Regions from separate parts of the Hordeum vulgare genome. Here region 1 is linked to region 2. The links are chromatin contacts, called in public Hi-C maps. All regions are on one chromosome and are shown on one strand. Each heading gives the region's core, a stretch centred on a gene start, on an enhancer-like site or on the middle of the called end of the contact. The rest is flanking DNA. Distances are from core to core; before and after follow the strand shown. Region 1 has its middle 27 kb from the start of LOC123413642. Region 2 holds the start of LOC123406992 (transport inhibitor response 1-like protein).

Region 1 (2,787 bases), core at 190-2,689, 230 kb after region 2:
ATTCGACACGCAGCACGCGTTCCGTGTCCCGTCTCTGCTCACGGTCAAAAAAACACGCTCCCCGCACTGTGCACCGGTCACGGTTTGCATGCATGGCTGGACCCTCTCCGGAAGGAAACAGCAGCTGGCTCACTGTTGAGCCACACTGCCAAACCTAGCTAGGCGGCGATGGCCGGTGAGCTCCGTGGCGGCGCATGGCTTGGTGCCCCTGTGCAGGCGAGAGCGAACGCGCCGTCTCCGCGTACTGTACGCACGCACGTACCCGATCGTGGGGCCGGTGTCTCTACGGTGTCATGTATACGTGTCCTCCGTGTTAAATTATTCATTGGGTGTGTTTAGGACACATATAGATGTGTTAAATTATTTATTACACATCTAAATGTCTACATAAACATAAAAAATACTTATATAATATATAGATGTGTTTTAGCAAAACCGTTATTCATTTTTTAAGCGTAGCCCATGACCGACCGACCGGCCACCGGATCATCGGGGAGAGACGAGAGTACATGCGGCTCGTGTTTCATCTCGTAAGTGGCCGATCGACCGGAGGATCTATCCGCTGTGACTCCATAGCGTCTGTGCAAAGGGTGCTCGCTCCCTCTCGGGAGGGATCATCCATGACCAAGCAGACGGATCGAACGATCCGACCCGGACTTCGAGTTCCATCAGAACAGTCTGACTGTCATGAAAAGGAGATGATAAGGATCACCGAGGCCTATCTCGTGGAAAAAATGGCGGAGGCGGAGACGACTGATGCGGCGACGCGGGCGGCCACAGAGGAGGAAGCTATCTGCGCCCGCATTTTGAAGAAAGGGCACCGGCGGAGCACGTGCTCCCTCGCCTGCCGTGCAGAATCGGATGGTCCATGAAATGGCCAGACTGCCATCGAAGGAGGAGAAAGGGGTGAGCGGCGGCGAGGACAACTCCGACGACGAGCAGATCCGGCTCGATTCATACTGCGTCTTCGACCGGTACTTCCGCACAAGGACGACAAGGGCGTCGAGAAGGACAAGGGCAGCCGTGGATGATCTCCAACATAATCAAACATGTCAAATTTTGGTAATCCGATAGCATGTTTAGCAGTGACGAAGTATCCGGACGACGTGTGTACGTGAACGTGATAGTTGCATGGGTTGTATGGATTTGAGATATGATATTTAAGTTACTCAGACGTAGACTGTATTATTTAAGCTGTGATTGGTGAGTGTCTACTGACCCGTCCGGACGTGTTCGCAGGAATTTGCGCGACCGAATTTGAGGGTCCGGCGGTACGGTGCTCGCTGTCCTTTTCTCCCTGTCCTTTGGCCGGTCGATCCTGATGCCGTTGCGTAGGTGGACGACGGGGATCAAGGCCGGGGTGGTTACTGTTTTGCAGAGAGATCGCCTGAATCGGCGTTTCGGGACCCGCCGACGATCTAGACGCATTGATTGCTTTGCGTCGCGGTATGGAAAGACGACCTGTGTGTGTGTTGATGGTGGACTGGGCATGCGTGATCAGAGGTCAGATCAAAACAGGTCGTTCAAATCACCGGCGTCGCTCCGGGATGTCGAAGAGGCATCGGGCTGCGTTCGGATGACACGTTCTTTCGCCTGGCCGACCGGGGTCATGAGGCGCTAGGGGCCAAAAGTCAGCATGCCGATCTGCGTCTTCGTTTGGAGAGTGGATATCGTTCGGCAGAGTTAAAAAGCGAAAATGCTAGACGCCTAGACCTACGAAGAGGATACGTGACTTTAAGAAACATGCCAAATCTATGGATTTTTTTTTTACAGAAAGGCCTTCATGACTAGTTTTATTAAAATTAAACAACACTTACATCGTCCATTAAAATTTAACAATAAAACTTGGGGATGCATTAATTCAAACAAACGGATTGTTTACACGTTCTCACTCAGCTATCTCATGAGCCACGGCATTTGATTCTCTATTACAATGCTCAATAGTAACCTTCCCGAATTCTCGTATTAACACTCTACAAACGTATAGTAATGGAGCTACCATCATAGAGTAACCTTCATTGAGATCGTAGGGCTTCGACCACGATGATATTATCCATCCTCGCTTGTATATTGTTACATCCCAGACTTTGGAGTAGCTTCAACCATTCATGAAGCGCTGCAGCTTCTGATGACACAACATCTGCCACATGATTCAGTTGTGAGGTGGAGTCAACAATGAATTGACCTCTATGATCCCTTACGATCGCTAAAAGAGGCATCGATATTCAGCAGTTGTTGCGAGGCTAGAACTAATGGCCATATGTTCTTCCTCGGAACAAGAGTTCCCTTCCAGCCGCTTTAGTAAAGTTCAATACTAGTGCATATAATCGGGAGTCATATAACTTGCGTCTCAAGTTTAGTTTAGTTATAAAACTTGTAGAATACAAAACTGACTTGTCATCTCGTGCAAATACAACCACTTTGTCCACATATCCCATAATTAAATATTTAGTTGTGCACTTTTAAAATCTACCTACGCTTGCAGGGTGGATTTACATACAATTATAGTATGGACACGTCTAGAGAACACTCAGCCGCCTCAGAAAGTTAGCGAGCGGTTGACAAAAAGGTATCATGTGGCTCCCTTCTTCTTTAAAAGGAAACCTCGTCCTTGAAATAATGCATTTACCTCAGATTTTAGAATTTTTTAAAAGTTATAACTTTTAAACCACGTGTGAAAATTAAGATTCATTTTCACTGTTAGCCCTTGTGACTAGCTCTTCAAAACAAGATCACACATGGATATGTTTTGATGAATTTTTTATGTGCAACTTAATCCCCGTTTGA
Region 2 (3,154 bases), core at 206-2,705:
GAGAAACAAGCACATCTGGAGTCCGGAGACGTCCAAATCTGGGAGTTGCCAAAGTAGATAAGCATTAAGCTACTCCCTCTTTCCAAATATGTAAGGCCCCATCAAACTTTGAGCCTAGCTTTGACCATGAATTTGAGTAAGAAGTTGTATGCCACAAATATTATACACTAGAACTTTCGGGTACGAATCAAATGGTGTACTTTCTGTGACATATAAATCATATTATGTTGGTCAAATAAGTGAACAAAAGTTAGGCTAAAATTTTGAGGGGCTTTACATGTTTGGAAGGAGGGGGTACAACTGGATCGCGATAAATGCAACAGAATACCAAATTGTCTATTACAGACAGTGGGAGTTAGTTAACCAGGACCCATTAAAAGTTTCGTTACCACTAAATATATATGAACTGCAATATTCCCTACCCAAGATTGTTTTCCATTCGTCAACGGGCACTAACGAAATAAAGCCATAATGTTTTAACGCCTCGAGTCAGTGGAAGAAACCACAAATGTAAGCATCATCAGTACGAATACGTATCAAATTTAGCACGTCAAGATATATTTCGAGTTCATGGGGCCGTCAACCCAAAAAAATATGCGAGTAAAGGGTCTGGCTAGCAGCAAAACATTGGACAAGAAGCTAAAGGATGGCACACGTGCATATATTGAGAACGAGAGAAAGAAATCAGCAAAGAAGATTCAACCTCCGGCACTATCCAATTCCAGTCGAGGTGTCAACCCGAAGTCAACGGGAATGCGTCGACAGCAAGCTATCCGAGACAAAAAGAGAGTTTGGGTAGGACATGGTACCGGCAACGCTCGGCGATGACGGCGAGGCCGAGGGTGCTGAAGCCCTCGCAGCAGACGAGCGAGAGCTCCTTGAACTGCGGGAAGGAGCGCGCGACGAGGCCGAGGTCGTCGTCGGTGACGGTCATGCGTTTGAGGCAGATGCGCTCGAGGCACGGGTAGGCGGGCCCGAGCGCCTCCAGCCAGGGCTTGACGTTGGCGCCCCAGCCGTCAGGGAGGAGGCTGAAGTCGGCGAAGCGCGGCTTGCCCTTGAGCACGACGGCGTGGACGCCGCGGAAGCGCCAGACGGCGCGGCGCGGGTCGACGGCGTAGCAGTTGCCGATGAAGAGCTCGCGGCGCGTCTGCGCCTCGGCGCGGTACCAGGAGCGGCAGACGAGCGAGGCGGCGTTGCGGTCGCGCGCGGCCGTGAGGAACTCGAGCACGCTCTCCAGCACGTTCTCCAGGACCTGGTCGGGCGGCGCGGAGGAGGAGGCGCGCGGGCCGCCGCCGTTGTTGCCGCCCCTCAGATCCGGCGTCCGCCTGCCGCCGGAGGAGGAGCCGGAGGAGTCCTCGGACATGTGCGTCGGCGGGGAGTCCGCCTCCTCCGCCGCCCCGCTCATGCCGGAGGCGGGGGAGGAGGAGGAGGAGGGGCCGGTGATGGGATCGGAGGAGGTGGTGGTGGTGGTGGTGGTGGTTGGGGGATCGGAGGAGGAGGTGGGGGTTGGGGCTGGGGAGGAAGTGCTCATGTGAGACTGGAAAAGGATTAAATAATGATTAGATCGGAGAAGGCAGGTGGACGGGGGAAGTGAGGGGCCATTTTTTTTTCTCCTCCAGAGTATTTTCGTAGAGGGTAGCACTACGGTTACCAAGTAGGCGTACCTTTGTGTACTTTTTGTGTACCTTTGTGGCTTTTCTACTTGAGCCAACAAAGATACTACTATCATTTTTCTCTTTGGGAAACTTTCAACTTATTCATCTTCAATCACGGCCGTATAATAAACATAAAAAATAAAAAAAATCCACATTCGTAGGCCACCTAACGATGACTAAGCACACTCGAGCGAGCCGAAGACACGTCGTTATTATCGTCCCTCCCTCGTCGGAGCGGGAAAGAACTTGTTATGGTAGATAGTCGGGTAGTCGTCTTCCTCATAGTACCAGCGCACTATAATAACAACTGTCGTTGGTGAAGAGTATCATATATCGAAATAAACTAACCTAAAAACATACGAACCTAGACGAACGATTAATAGAGTCGAGCAAATCTACCAAAGACACTTTCACCAAAGACACGCCTCCACGCGCCCATCGACGATGCTAGATGCATCACGTGGACATAGGTTAGGCGGGAGAAACTTATTCCATCTTTAGGGAGCGACCATCGTCTCGTCTTCCCGAGCAGGATATAAACTCTATCAAAACTCAAAGACACGTCTATAATCGGAGCCCTCCTCTAGCAAGGACCGGGATCCACCGTGCTCTCATGGTCCTAAGGCTACCGGAGACGAGGCGGACTGGCAGCAGCATCGACTTGAGGCAGAGGAACCCTAGTCTTTTTTGCGAGAAAATGTCCAATCTATTCGTCATCCATTGTGATACTATAACGAATACCAGAAATAATAATAAATTACATCCATATCCATAGACCGGCTAGCGACGACTACAAGTACTCAAGTGAGCCAAAGGCGTGCCGCCATCATCGCCCCTCCGTCCTTAGAGTCGGGCAAAACTTATTGTAGTAGACACTTGGGAAATCGTCGTGCTAAGGCCAACGCACCAGAACAACAACTGTCACTCTTGAAGATAAGTTTAATAAGGATCCAACATGTAGACACATGAACACACACAAACAAAGATTGGATCCACTGAAGACAAACGCCGACCGAATCCCATGAGATCCGCGAGAGAAAAATCTCCACGCGCCCTTCGATGATGCTAAAGGCACCATCGGGACAGGTACTGGGCACGGAGAGTCTTACTCTATCTTGAGAGAGTCGTCGATGCCGCCTCATCTCTCTGAGTTGGACACAAACCCGAAAAAATCTCAAGAAAGCATCAAAAAATGAAGCCCTCCCGCTGACAAGGACCGATATCCAGCATGCATTGTGTTATCAAGCTTTGGTGCTTTGGTGATGGAGATCAAGAAGCACATGATGATGGCCATATCATGTCACTTATGAATTGCATGTGATGTTAATCCTTTATGCACCTTATCTTGCTTAGAACGACGGTAGCATTATGAGGTGATCTCTCACTAAAATTTCAAGACGAAATTGTGTTCTCCCCGACTGTGCACCGTTGCGACAGTTCTTCGTTTCGAGACACCACGTGATGATCGGGTGTGATAGACTCAACGTTCACATACAACG

Evidence for each region. Hi-C and Micro-C count contacts between places; a contact is called where the count stands out from the background.
Region 1: a contact with region 2 is called in a Hi-C map of seedling, with 4 times the contacts expected there. The contact joins the enhancer-like site here to the promoter of LOC123406992 in region 2. A contact is called at or near these places in 2 of 6 Hi-C or Micro-C datasets (leaf and seedling) and 1 of 1 datasets of contacts at active chromatin or transcription factors (embryo).

The regions. Positions count from the first base shown.
Region 1 is chr7H:81,736,827-81,739,613 of MorexV3_pseudomolecules_assembly, forward strand. No RefSeq gene overlaps it. Among protein-coding and RNA genes, the nearest start is that of LOC123413642, 27 kb to the left of the region's middle. Within about 2 kb of position 1,440, at least 3 of the 3 cell types and tissues checked have open chromatin away from gene starts, as enhancers often do. A contact at or near this core is called in leaf and seedling, where this site is marked.
Region 2 is chr7H:81,508,263-81,511,416 of MorexV3_pseudomolecules_assembly, forward strand. It overlaps LOC123406992 (transport inhibitor response 1-like protein), which reads right to left and starts at 1,456. Exons shown (of 3, transcript XM_045100014.1): 1 at 810-1,456. The coding sequence starts at 1,405.